2 separate regions of the Anser cygnoides genome follow, and region 2 is linked to region 1. Evidence: chromatin contacts called from public Hi-C data. All regions are on one chromosome and are shown on one strand. Each heading gives the region's core, a stretch centred on a gene start, on an enhancer-like site or on the middle of the called end of the contact. The rest is flanking DNA. Distances are from core to core; before and after follow the strand shown.

Region 1 (6,618 bases), core at 853-3,352:
AACAGCATGTAGCCTCCACATTAGAAACCCAGGTTTGATAGGTCCTTCTAAGTTTTGAAGATGAGGAATTTTACGGAGTTTTATTATCAAAAAGGTAAGAACAGACAAAGAAAGCTCAAGCTGAATTGTATTTCAGATTGCTTAATCCTTTGTTATGCAAGTGTATTTCATAACCTTATTTGAAGGACCAAAGAACAGTTCTAATACTAACAATGGGCTCGATCTGACAGCTAATGCTAACCCAAGTGTGCATTGTGCCCTCCAACATACCAATTTATATAACTCCACACTACAGTGAGCTTAAAAATATAACACGCAGGGAAACAGAACTTAAGTAGAAAAGAAGAATAAGATCAGATAACTTCTCCTTAATTAGTAACTGCTACTTACAAAGACAGTATCACCTCAGAATCCACTTTAAAGGTTTTTCTTACTTCTACTGGCAGCCCCAGGAGAAAGCTATGAGGACAAATATGCAGGATTCCTGAAAGCGTGTTCTTGGCTTGATTTCTTGAGATATCTTTTGCCTTTCCTCCCAGCCTTCAAAAGGAAGGGTTTGCCTCCAAGGCAATTTAAGCAAGATTTCCAACAGATTTTTCAATAAGTATTTTTATTCTATAAATGTGTAAGTTCACTACTGTAGCCATTATTAAAACAGCATTTTAAAGCTGCTAGCATACTAGTATAAAGCTACAGGAGGAGGGGAGTGAAGTCATTCATTAACAGTAACAACCTTTAAGCAGATTCAGAGGTTACGGTTGCAAAAGACTTCATGCCCAGAACTACATAAGAGGGCACGAGATTTTTAACTCCGGATTCTAGGAAGACATAGTTGATTTAAAGCTATTTATTAATGGTTTTAATACCCACCATTCCTGTTAAACAGAAAGTTAAATTAAAGAATAAGAACCCTACAAAGTAGCCAGCTTGCAGATTAAAGGGAACAAGTGCAAAACCCAAGAAGACAGGAGTTAGGCAACAGCAGTTATTTTCTTAAAATGAAGTGACAAAAAGGGCAGCATAAACAAGTTTATAGTTACCCAGAAATGTGCATGACAGTTGACCATCATGGTCCTCTCGATAAGCTCATCGGGACACTCCAGGAGATGGTGCCCGGAGACCACGCCGGCATTGTTAACCAGGACAGACACCTCGCCAACCTCTTTGCGGACCCTCTCTGCTGTTGAGTAGACATTTTCTCTTTTGCCCACATCGCAGGTGTACGTGTAAACCTGCAAGTTGCAATGGGGCAGCGCATCTTTTTCTCCATCTACTAAGGAACACAGACAAGAGAGAAGAGAACAACACGAGCCTTACTTGGGTTCCAACACGCAAATCAAGAGTTGAGTGGAAAGCGCAAGCTGTTTTCCATCGCGCTAAACTTGCGCTCAGCCGTGCCACGGGGAAGAACTCATCGCTTTGCTGTCGCTGCCAGGTTTGAAGGACGCTCCGTGCCCTCCTGCCCGGCCGGGGAGAGCTGCCCCATGCCCGGGGGGGGACCCTCGGGCACGGCAGCTCCGGGAAGGGGAAGAGAAGGGGAAGGAAAGGGGCACAGGTGAGCTCCGGGGGGCATCGCGGGGGACCCGCCGCTTACCTTTGGGTGCGCTGGCGGCCTCGGCGAGCTCGCGGTAGATGTGGCGCACCATGCCCGCCGTCTCCTCGTTGCTCTGCGTGTTGATGTCCCACAGCACCAGCAGCGCCCGGCGCCGGGCGAACTCGAGGGCGAAGAGGCGGCCCAGGCCGCTGCCCGCCCCGGTGATGAGGCACACCTGCCCGGCCACGCTCTTCTCCTTGGGCCGCACCAGCCACTTGGCGGCGGCCAGCACGAAAGCCCAGAGCACCCGGAAAGTCACCACGAAGAGCTCCAGCAGGATGTTCATGCTGCCGGCCCCGAGCCCCCGCCGCGCGGCTCCGACACCCGGGGCCGCCCCCGCTGCCCCCCGGCGGCAGGCGGGCGGCCGGAGCCCGCCGCGATCAGCCCCCGCAGCCGGGACGAGCCGCCCCGCACGCAGCCCAGCCCCGCCGCCCCAGCCCCGCACGCCAGCCCGGGGAACGAGCCCCAGCACGGCTCCGGCCGCCCGCCCTGACCGCCCGCGGCCCCGCTGCTGGCAGTGAGCATCTTGCTCGCTCGGCGCCCTATATAGGGCGGGCCGGGCGGGCGGGCGGGCTCCTCCTCCCCGGCTCCCCGGCCCTCCCCCGGGCCGCTCCGCCTTCCCGGGACCCCCACACCCCCGCCGAGCCGAGCCGAGCCGAGCCGAGCCCCGCCGCTCGGGGGCCGGCGGCTGCGAGGCGGAGCGGAGCCCGTGTCCCCTGCGGACTACATGTCCCGGCGTGCCCTGCGCCGCCCGCCGCAGCGCCATCTTGAGGCGGCTCCCACCGCCAGGGGCGAAGTGTGGGGGGTGCGTTCGTGTCGCCTCTGGGCGTCGGCAGAAGTTCGGGCTGCGGAGTTCTGGGGAGCTGACGGGGAAATGGGAAGGCTGGAGGTGTGATGGCGTGAATTTGGTTTCTAAAGAGATCCTGGGTGCCCGTGTTTTGATCAGTTTTTCTTCCCGCTGGAGAAAGTGAAATCTCTTCAGAAAGAAAAAAAAAAGTGCAAAATCTTTTCAGTACTTAAAGGAGACTTACAAAAATGACAAAGGGCAACTCTGCTCAGATTACCACAGGACAAGGGGGAATGGCTGTAAACTAAAAGAGGGGAGATTTAGATTATGTGTTAGGAGGACGTTTTTCACTCAGAGGGTGGTGAGGCACTGGCACAGGCTGCCCAGAGAAGCTGTGGATGCCCCATCCCTGGAGGTGCTCAAGGCCAGGCTGGATGGGGCTTTGGGCAACCTGGTCTGGTGGGAGGTGTCCCTGCCCACGGCAGGTGGGCTGGAACTGGGTGGTCTTTAACGTCCCTTCTAACCCAAGCCATTCTATGAAACTATAATTCCTTCTACTCGAGATATTTTAAGTCTTTTGTTACGTATTTGTGAGCTGATAGGTTTTAATTGCCCCATTCATTGCAGTTTTAATGAGATCAAGTGACATAAGCTGCTGTATTAGAATAAAACAATGCTATTTTACAAAAAAAGACAAACAAAAACAAACAAAAACACCATTGATGCAGCTGCTACCTAGCATAGCACCTCTGTGTGCAGGCAGCAAATAACCCCAACAAATGCCGAACGCCCTCAGCCCGGCTGCCTACTCTTTTTCCACACCGCATAATCCTTTGCTACTCCAAGTTCTGCCACTTTCTCTCCTTCTCCTGCATACATAATGTCAGGACTAGTTTCTCCAAGGACGATTTTAACAACGTACGTAGGCATTCGCAGTATCAAGGCCCAGGCAATACAGGAAGAAGCACTAAGCAACTTTCTAAATTAAAAAAAAAAAAAAAAAGCGACGTGCCCCGCCGGGCCACTCAGGCACTCCACAGCCACCCCGCCCTCCGCGCCGCGATCAGGCAGCGCCGCGGCCACCCCAAAGCCGGGGTCCTTCCAGCGCCTAAAGCCCTGCCGCGCAGGCGGGCGGCTTAAGGCGGCCCTGCGCATGCGCCCGCCCTCTCTCTTCCGGCGCTGAAGATGGCGGACAAGGAGTGAGTACCCGCGGCGCCTCGCTGCCATCCGCCGCCATCCGCGGCCGCGGCGCCCTTCGGGCTGATGGGGGGACGCTGCCCGGCCGCGGGGCCTCTGTCGGCCCCCCGCGGGAGGAGCGGGAGGATGGGGAGTGGCGGGGATGCGGCCGCAGCCAGCCCCTTCCCTTCTGTAGGCGGCGGTGGCGGTCCCGGCGGCCCGTGGTGAGGTGGGGAGGGAGGGTGTCGTTATTGCGTTATAAACGCCGGTCTTGTGGCTTTCTAAGCGTTTAATAGGTTTAAATTCCAGTAAGTTACAAAGCCACGAGATATAACTCTTAATTACAGTCGTACTTTTTGCTTTTTTCCTCTTAAAGCACTTGTTGAAATGTTAATCAGCCGTAATCGGCGTTTGGAGAGCACGTGGAAATGTCAGGCTTCTTTGTTTTAATGCAAAAAGTGGTCCTTTTAGGCTGTATTGCAGCTTGATAATAACTGGACCAAGTTAAATGCAAACTGCTTAGAGGTAGTGGGGCCGGCATGTCCCTCCTGCCCCTTTGCATCGGTGTTTGTAACGTGCTGCTTCTTGCTGGTTTGGAGGAACTTGGTTTTTAAAAGTGTTTTTCCTTGTTGTTTAGAGCAAAGAAGCTGCCTTCTGTACCGGAAAGCCTCCTGAAGAGGCGGCAGGCTTATGCAGCTGCAAAAGCCAAACGTCTGAAGAGGCTGTTAGCTCAAAAAAAGGTGAATATGTCATGATTGCTTGCTTGAGTTGCTCTCGTCAGGTCAGCAGAATGCTACGCTGATTATATTAAAAGAATGAATAACTTCATAGTGTTTAGCTTTAGTACTATAATATATAGGTCTGCAATACCAAAAAAAAGTCAAGATAGTGTATAATAAACCAGATCTGGGCAAAGCAAAGGTAAATAAAGTGTGAGATTCTCCATAAGACTAAGGTTAGTCAACAGTTGGAACCATAGGATGTGCAGAGTTGGAAGGGACCCACAGGATCATTGAGTTCAACCACTGGCTCTGCACAGGACCACCCAAAAATCAAACTCTGTTTCAGAGCATTGTCCAAATGCTCCTTGAACTTAAAAGGATTTTTGTAAAGATAAGTATGATGTGTGATAATATTTGTAAGTATTGTTCGAAGTAAAGCACTAGCACTATTAAGATATGACAGAACTGATGGTCATTTTAAAATCCATGTTGCTGTAATATGTGGTAACTGTGGGGAGTTTGAGAACAGGCTGTGTTATCTGAATCTGTTTTTCATGTATTAAAAGGCATTATATAATCTTAATTAATGCTTGATTAATTGCAGTTTCGTAAGGCACAAAGAAAAATCATCTATGAAAGAGCCAAAGCTTACCACAAGGAGTACAGGCACATGTATAGGCAGGAGATCCGCATGGCCAGGATGGCCCGAAAAGCCGGCAATTACTACGTTCCAGCTGAACCCAAGCTTGCCTTTGTGATCAGGATAAGAGGGTAAGAATTAATACAGATGTAAAAGAATGCGTTTTTATTTTCAAAAGCACTGAAAAAGCCTTCTTTTGTCACTTGTATGTTTTGAGGGCTTAAATTTTTGTAACTAAATCCAAGTCTTCATCTGGTTGCTTGGAAAGTTACTGGTAGTAATATTTTGGATGCACTGTAGGCTTAAGTGTAAAATCATTAATTCTGGGCATGTCTGCTGCCTTTAGGAATCTGGATTTTTTTTAAGACAAGATTGCAGAAATATGCAGACTGTTCTGTTTCATTTAACTTTAATGAAATTATATGCAGCTATTCTGTACTGAATGTTGTCAGAAGCGCTTATTTAACTTTGTTTTGGTGAAAGTGTTAGAGAAAACTAAGTTATATGCAGGAGATCATAAGGATATTTAGCTTTAAGATGTGTATTTTTTGATTCAGTGTGTTTCATGGTGTTAGATCTGCCTTAATACTGAAATACATTGAGATAATAAATAACATAATAATCTTGCTCTGCAGAATTGGTGAAAAAGCAATACCTTTCAGATGGGACAGTAATACTGGTTGTTTTCTTTTTTACCTGTTACTGCTTTGGTGATACCTCTCTTTTCTGGGGTGCAGATAATTGAGTCTCTTTCTGTGTTCTCTAGCATCAATGGTGTCAGCCCCAAGGTCCGTAAGGTGTTGCAGCTTCTTCGCCTGCGTCAGATTTTTAATGGCACATTCGTCAAGCTCAACAAAGCTTCTATCAACATGTTGCGGATTGTTGAACCCTATATTGCATGGGGGTGAGTGAAACTGTCAGTTTTATCAAGTTGGGATACAAATGTTGTGTCTTTTGCATTTTGCTACACCAGATGTGCAGGTTTTCCTGTGTTCAAAGTGTTCTTGGTTCAAAGCAGGGAAAGTACAAGAACACACAAACATGGTTAAGGCAGTGCTTGCTATGTATGGTTACATTCTCACAGTAGGCTTCTGGGAGCTCAGTATGAGTGAAGTTTGCTTCTGTGTTGCTTTTGTATTTGTGTTTGGGACATGCTGAAATGATCTTAAATTATTTGTTACCAAAATTTCACTTGGGGTGCAGGTTGTGAAGTTTAAGGATTCTAATTTTTACTTGACTGTTGTTTCAGTTATCCAAACCTGAAGTCTGTGCATGAGCTGATCTACAAGCGTGGTTATGGCAAGATCAACAAGAAGCGCATTGCTCTGACTGATAATTCCCTGATTCGGAAATGCCTTGGTAAGTAGAACTTCGCTTAAAAACCAAACCCAACTTGTTGCATTTGTATGAGTAGTGCTAAGCTGTACAACCGTCCTTACCTATCTCTGGAGAATAGTAGTGATTAGTTAATTAAATCTATTTCTGTCTTAATACAAAGCACACTGGAAGTAACTTTCATTTAAAAATTATTAAAACTCAAATGTCAAGAATCAAATTTTAGGATTTTACATTTACAAATGCTTATTGTAAACTCGACCTTTAATAGGACAGTAGTTGTTTCAGTGAGGAGAAGGTGCTGCAGCAGGAAAGAAGCCTATCACCTGTGGCTGTGAAGTTTCAAATTTAATATTGGACTTTG
Region 2 (7,169 bases), core at 2,103-4,602, 230 kb before region 1:
TGTTTCTGTGGCTCTGTCAAATTCCTCCTTGTTAATACATCACTGTAAGAGTGGGCTTTTCTAGGCACACCAGGGTTATATTGAGGGGTAGAAAGTTGTTTCTTGATGACTTAAAGAAAACCCACACTATTCTAATAATATCAGTAAAAAAAATATTTTGCAAATCAGTTTGAAAGTGCCAATTTGTTCTTTCTGAATCTGAGCTTAGAAATAACAAGGCCAGCTGTCCTCAAGTACCCTTTGCTCATGTTTACAGACCAAACAGAACGTTTATACCCTTTCCCCCAGTTAGGCATTTGTGCAGGCATTTATAGGTGTTAGGTTTTCTTTTTTTTTTTTCTTCCTCTTGTATTCAAATAGCATACTGAATTAATCACGCCTATTCATAATTTACCTACTGAAGGTAAAATGTTGTGCAAGTCATGGCACTCCCATTGTACACGAACGGAGTAGAGCAGATATGTATATACAAACTATGCATATCTTTCAAAAAGTGAGATTATTTTAGCTTCTATTAAGCTGTTTGTACTGGAGGTACTGACTGGAAAGGAAAAAAAAACATTCAGAAAGGTGTAGTAAATCTAAACAATGACTGGTAATGCAACATAGTGTTTTCCTGTTTAGTAAGTTTCTCCTATATGATTGGAACTTTACCTATGTGAACAACTATCATGGGATCTCAGCAATGATAAAATACGTAATCCTTTACTTTATACCTGGAAAAAATAGAGCCAGAACTCATCTCTGTATTTAAAAAATATAAAAAGATGGTAAGTTTATGGATAAAATGTTCTTTTTTTGTATTGTTTCTTTTTCAGCTATATACCATTTGTGGCACAGAACGTATATTGAGATATGAGATGCATGAGTTCATAAGTATTTCAAGATGTGTTTTTAAACTAAGCTATTACCTGTTTAGTAATGTTATAAAAGCATTAAACATTGAAATCGTAGCACAGACTGGAGATTTTAGAGGCTTGTTGGAATTGTATCTATTGATTGCAGGAAGTTCAGAAACCTTCCCTTGTAATCTGATGCTGACATTCACTGAATTATGCTGGGTACACTAAGTACATGCTATAATGTAGGGTTCTTCAAGTTACTAACAGTAACTAGAAAGAAGAAGTTGCCATAAATTAAAACAAAAAATGCTTATAGGTTGTCGTGATTAAGCTTCTAAATGAGCTTGTCCAAAGCTTTTGTAGCAGCATTATGAAAAGTGTTTGCATTATTGCTCACTAGTACATTATACTAGAAGAATACATAAGAAATTGTATCATACTGCGTATTTCTGAGCTCAGTACCTAAGTGAAATAAGGGGTAAGGAATCTCAGAAAACTAAACAATGGGGGAATAAGAAGGGAAGGGTGACAAGCTACCCCAGCTGAAAAAAGGGTATGTATAAAACTGTCGTAGCAAATGCTGTGTTCCCAAAGTGTATTTAAAGAAGTTATGTCATGGTAGCGTTCTGTTAGTGTGAATAAAACCTTGCTGTCACCTAGTTACTCACAACACAGTCCTGTCACTAAGTGTAAGTATGTGTATTTGGTGTATAAATTATTGTCTGTAATACACAAACTTACACAAAGCACATCTGGGGGGATGTGCCATTAGGATGCGATTATACCGGGAGTGCTTGGGAAGCCGGCCAGGCTACATCTTGTTCCTTCTTGCTCCCAGCTGTCATACCAGTCCACCACTTGGTTTCGAGTTGGTTTTTCAAAAAAATCACAGGGAATAACATAAACAGGCACTGAAGGAAATGTGAACTTTGGACTCATTCTGACCCTCAGTAAGTATGTTAGTTTGTAAATCAGTTTTGATACATTTGATGTTCTAACTCTCAAAGCTATCATTAAAATACAGTTGCATAGTAAAATGATGGTAATTTCGCAAAAAATGCTAGTAATTTTAAACATAGTTTAGTTACTGCAGCCTTGCTAATCAGCTAAATTAGTTGCTCCAAGTTCTAATGCTTCTAGCTAGTTTTGGCATAGGTTTAAAAGTTTTTAGCTTGTCTTACTGGACAAATAATTACTTGAGCCAATCAAGAAAGCAGATTCTTACAACCCAGATTAGATATTTGATGATTAACTCAGAAGTCTTCCCTTTTTCATGAAAAACAAATGAAAAACTTTAGTTTTCCATTCTTTTTAGTGGTAAAGATGGTCATAGGACTGCTGTTGGTTGGAAGCAGAAACCGAGCCATGGCTTCATCTAGCCTAGCTATGGCAACTTTGAAGGGTTTGGAAACCTCACTTAGGTTGCACATCCCACCTGGGGCCGAGGCTTTGCGCGGTGCAGTGAGCTTCCACCTCCGCACCTCACGGCCTCTGGTTGTGGCCTCCCACCACAGGGCAGTGGGGCAAGGCCCGGCAGGTTCCGCAGCTGCCCTCCTCTCTGCCACGTCTCTTGCTGGCAGGGACGTGACTGGATCTGACACAACCGAAATGCTGACGCGAGTCGCGTTTATGGCTTTCTGCTGCCTTCTCAAAACTGGTGCCTTTGAGGGGAGAGGAGTCGTGTTTGAAACCAGCGTGGTGTTACACAGCACAGGCGCAGCGAGATGAGTAAAACCGAATTAAAAAGTAAAAAAAAAAAAAAAAAGGTGTCTCTGTTGTGGTGTGTTCTGTTTGCTCACCTCTCCCTGCATCGCTGCAAGCCGTTAATTTCATTTCCCGTGCATTAAGGTTGGCTATTGTGCTCTTTAGAGCTCGATCTCGCCCAGCGAGCCCGCAGCAGCTGCTCCCGGTGCAGACACCAACTTGCACCGAGCAGCCGGTAGGGGTCAGGTCCCTGCAAAGAGAAAACGGGAGGGAAAAAAAAAAAAAAAACAGGTAAAACGTCGCGAGGCTGTTTTCAAACCGGCATAAAAACCTCGCGGCTCGTCTTGTGCCAGGCGAGCGAGGCTAAGAAGGCTGCTAACAGCCGCGTGGTAAAACCCGGTGCTTCTCAGGGACTCCCTCCAAATACTGCGAAGTTTAAAGACCGGGCATGGGAACGGGACCGGCGCTGCCCTGCCCGGGCCCTTCCTCTCAGCCTCGCCCCCTCCCGGCGGCCCCGCAGACGGTGGGGGGGGGGGGCTCGGGGGCGGCCCCCGCGGTGCTCGGGGGAGGCCTCGGGGGGCTGCGGAGCCCCGGAGCCCCGTTGTCGGCCGCCGCTAGAGGCGCTGCCGCCGCCGCTCCGGGCCGGGGAAGGGAGGCGGACGGGGCCATTCGCGGCGCCGGAGCAGGGGGGGGGAGCGGGGCCGGGGCGGCGGCGCGGGGAGCCCGCGGGGGGCGGCGGGGGCGAGGGGCGAGGAGGCGGCGGGAGGGGGGCGGCGGCGGCCGGGGGGAGGGGGGAGGAGGAGGAAGGAGGAGGAGGAGGAGGAGGAGGGGTGTCGTGGGGGGGCGGAGTGGTTGGGGCCGGCGGCGGCCGCCGCGGCGGCGGGGTCAGTTCTCTTTAGTGTTTGCCGATGTTGGAGGCGTCCCCGAGGCGTCCCCGGGAAGCAGGTAACCGGGCCCGGGGGCGGCCCCGAGCCCCGGCAGCGCCGCCGTGGGGGGGCGCGGGACGGGAGAGCCGGGAACCGGTCGGAGGGGAGGGAGGGGAGGAAGAGGAGGGGAGGGGGCTGCTGCAGCCATGATGGCCGGGGCCCCGTCCCGCTCCCCTTCCTCCTCCTCCTCCTCCTCCTCCTCGCTCCCCCGGCGCGGGGGCTCCGAGGCCGGCAAGGCGCCGCTGCGCCACGGCGGGGATGGAGGAGGGGGGCGGCGGCGGAGGAGGAGGAGGAGGAGGCACCAACTCCGCCATCCGCCCCGCGGCCCTCGCCGCCGCCGCCCCTGGGGGGCCGGGGGCTCGCAGGTGGGCGCCCCAACCGTGGGGGCCCCGCGGGAGCCCCCGCCGGGCTGCCGCCGCTTTGCCAAGGCCGGGCGGTGGGGCTCGGCTCGGCTCGGCTCGGCTCGGCCCGGTGGGGGCTGCGTTTGGCCGCCGGGCCTGCCCGAGAGCCGGGTGCGAGCTGCCCCGGGCGGCCGCCGGTCCCCCCGCCCCCCGATCCCGGCGGTGGGTCTCGGGGATCCCCCCGGTGTGAAGGGCACGGAGCCCGGCCCGGCCCGGCCCGGCCCGGCCGCCGCCTCGCCCCGTTCCTCTGGCTCTGCCCCCGCGCTCCGGACCCGGTCCGAAACTTCTTCGGCAGCGGGACCCGCGGCGCCGCGCTCCCAAAATGGATGGCAGCGCCCAGCGCCGAGCGGCGGCGGCACGGGGTGCCCCGGCCTCCCCCGGCGTCCCCGGGCTCGGGGCTCCGGGGCCGGGGAGCCCCGCGCCTGTCAGGCAGGCCGAGGCCGTGCAGGCGGTGCCGGCCGTGCTGGCATTGAGGTCTCCGGTCGGAAAAAGTTGGTGCTGACAGCAGCCAGGCCTGGACGGGGCGGCCGTGCCCTCCTGGGGCGGCCTGGGCGCAGTGGGGGCATGAATCCCGCAGCCCTCGTGCTCAGGGCCCTCGAAGTCCTCAGTGCCCAAGCAGCAGTTCCCCAGCAGAGCATCCACCCGGCGTTGCCTCGTGGCCAGCAAGCTGGCTCTCAGGATGCCAAGCGTCTTGGGCCGCATGCAGGGCGTCCCCCGTGCAACTATTTCAGTACCAAAAAAAAGTTTGTTAGACAGAAGAGCGGACGGAGTATCGCTGCCGTGGCTCCTCTCTCTGCCCCGCTCACTGTGTTGAACAGAACTGCCTGAATTGCCCCAGCGTTGTAAGGCACAAGCAGGACTGTTGCTCTGGTGTAACTAGGTGGAGTTGCACCGCATACGTTGCTCTGTCTTACTGACATTACTGCTGGCGTCAAGCTGTGCAGACATAAAGCCTTCCCGAGCTGCGTAGTAACTCCGGGTTAGGAATCGACACCCATGTAATAATATTAACGTATTTAAGCCATTTTCTAAATATAGGGAGGTTCTGCACAGGTTTTGTTGTGACATTGCTGCCTATAAACAGTGCCAGGTCTGACAGCTCTCTGAATGAAATCTCTTTGCTGAAAAGCCAGCAGCAGCACAAGATTCCCAGTACTGACTTCCAATCGCTGAACCTTAGCTTTGCCCTAGAAAAACTCCCGGAGAGGAAGATTTCTGTTCCTGCCTGTGTTTGCTAAGATTCCTGTTGCTGGCAACTAGGAACTGGACTACGACCGGCTGCTTGGTCGTTGTTTTTGAGGGGAAGGTGCAATTCAGGTTTTCTTTGCTTGAAAGAACGCTTTTCAGTGATGTTCAGCTTTGGCCAAAGTCATCCGGTTTGGGTTCAGCTCAGACTGCAGTTCGGAGGCCAGTCTTCAAATGCCTCATTGCCAGCTCGAGCTACTTCGTTCCCCAAGAATAATGTCAAAGTAATAATGAATTTGAATAATCTTTCATCCCGAGTTGTGAAAGTAGTTTGCAAAAGAGCTTCCTAATTTTACTTGCAGGAAAACTTTGTCAGAGGTGTTTTAATGACCTGGCCAAGCTTAAATAAGCAATTAACTCAATCAGCCCCTTCCTTGGAGGCAAATACTGGGGTTGAGTCTGCTGCAGAGGGTTATGAGCATGACTCCACAGACATCCCGGCTGATGTAGGTGTACATGTGGGAAGCGAATCGGATGCTGCGCGTTCCAAGTGCCAAGTGGCACGAGGAGTGACCTTGGGAAGGTTAGACAACCGGCCGTGGCGGAGCAGGTCCTCCGATTCCAAGGCTGCTTCCCCAGCCACTAGGAAGGCTGCACCTGTCATGCTCTGTCTAGATAGTTTGCTTTGACCTGCCTGAAGTACGTGGCTATTGATCTGACAGTCTTTGGAAAGGAGAGAAACGCTCAGGTCAGTTACGTCTGAGCCTTCAGCCCCAAATGCGTCCCATAACAATATCATGCAACAGGGAAGCAGGCCTTACAAGGTGGGCAGTTTTTTAGTGCTAAGTTTTTTGTGTATACTTCATACATACACATAGCCATCTGCACAGATCTTACCCCATCGGAGAGTCAAATATCTACTTCTTTACATGGGGCACGCAAATGTGGTGGGGGAGGACCCAAACCTGCAACTTTTTAGGATAACTCTAAGAACATGACTTCTGTTAATATGCTACCAAGGCTTCACTTTTCCTTTCTTGGTTATATTGATTTCCTCTCATCAGCAGCGAGATCTGTCAGATAAGTTAGCCCTGCCTTTTACCAGCACGAATTGCGTTGCACTTCTGATCTTTGGATCACTTTACAGCCTCTGTTTCTCACAACAGTTCCTGATTTTTCTCTCTCTTCCCAAAAGAGGAAGAGAAACAAAGAAAGATGTTGCTTTCTTAAAACTGCTTTGGGTACTGTTACTGGAATCCATGCAGGAAGGAGACCCCTTCAAGTGCTCACATCTCTCAGCCATCCCCTCTGCTGCTTTGACGGTGTTAGGCTTGTGAATACGACCCTGTAAGGATTGGGGCTGTTGGAGCTCCCATGAGGGGGTCCTGACCTGGCCGCCCCTCTTTAACCCACATGCTGTTCATCGACTGCTGCCGTGCCCCTGGTACCTACAACCAGCAGTTCAGAAGGATAAGGCGGGGGGGTCGGTTTGGTTGAGGGGTGTATAAAGCACAAGACCAGGGTGCAGTGAGACAGGTAGGGTGGAGAATGGGGTGGACAATTTTGCCTGGGGGAGTGAAGAGGATACATGGTGTAAATCTGGGGGTTAGGGCTGGTGGGAGCCTGTGGCAGACCCTGGGAAGAGAAGAAACGGAACCTGTGTGTAGCATTTAGTGTATAATGTGAGCCAAGGGCTCTGCTCTTAGAGATCGCTCGGGTCTGCTCATTGTCAGGGAGCAGTCATGATCAGCATTATCCAAAGTATGTTTGTGTTAAAAGATCAAGAGTTCAGGAAAAATCTGAGAGGTGGCTTGTCATGTGTTGTTCTGGAAGCTATTTAGAACAGAAAAATTGCTTGTCACGACTTCTAAAAATGAATTTTGAAAAACCATCTGTAGTAGTGTATCACTAAAGTCACGTGTATGCCTGTAGCTGTTAAATGTTGCTTCGTACTTTACCTCAGCAGCACCTTTTTATTTGTTTTTAAGCTGGCAGCATTTGGAACGTTTCCCAGTAGTGAGATCTGCACTCCAGGGCCATAGGGTACTCACCTGTGTCACACTGCATCTTTTATTTTGGTGTAATCGAGTACGCTTCCGTATAGTTTGTGA

What was found. Hi-C and Micro-C count contacts between places; a contact is called where the count stands out from the background.
Region 2: a contact with region 1 is called in a Hi-C map of liver, with 1.8 times the contacts expected there. The contact joins the promoter of STAU2 here to the promoter of RDH10 in region 1. A contact is called at or near these places in 2 of 7 Hi-C or Micro-C datasets (both in liver).

What each region holds. Positions count from the first base shown.
Region 1 is chr2:129,915,802-129,922,419 of Taihu_goose_T2T_genome, reverse strand. It overlaps RDH10 (retinol dehydrogenase 10), which reads right to left and starts at 2,102. Exons shown (of 6, transcript XM_048077024.2): 1 at 1,595-2,102; 2 at 1,041-1,270. The coding sequence starts at 1,880. RPL7 (ribosomal protein L7) reads left to right here and starts at 3,429. Exons shown (of 7, transcript XM_048077041.2): 1 at 3,429-3,580; 2 at 4,195-4,297; 3 at 4,884-5,050; 4 at 5,686-5,823; 5 at 6,169-6,278. The coding sequence starts at 3,567.
Region 2 is chr2:130,150,625-130,157,793 of Taihu_goose_T2T_genome, reverse strand. STAU2 (staufen double-stranded RNA binding protein 2) reads left to right here and starts at 3,352. Exons shown (of 14, transcript XM_066993092.1): 1 at 3,352-3,491. It overlaps LOC136790197 (a long non-coding RNA gene), which reads right to left and starts at 3,233. Exons shown (of 7, transcript XR_010829721.1): 1 at 2,927-3,233; 2 at 2,642-2,796; 3 at 2,278-2,503; 4 at 1,584-1,699.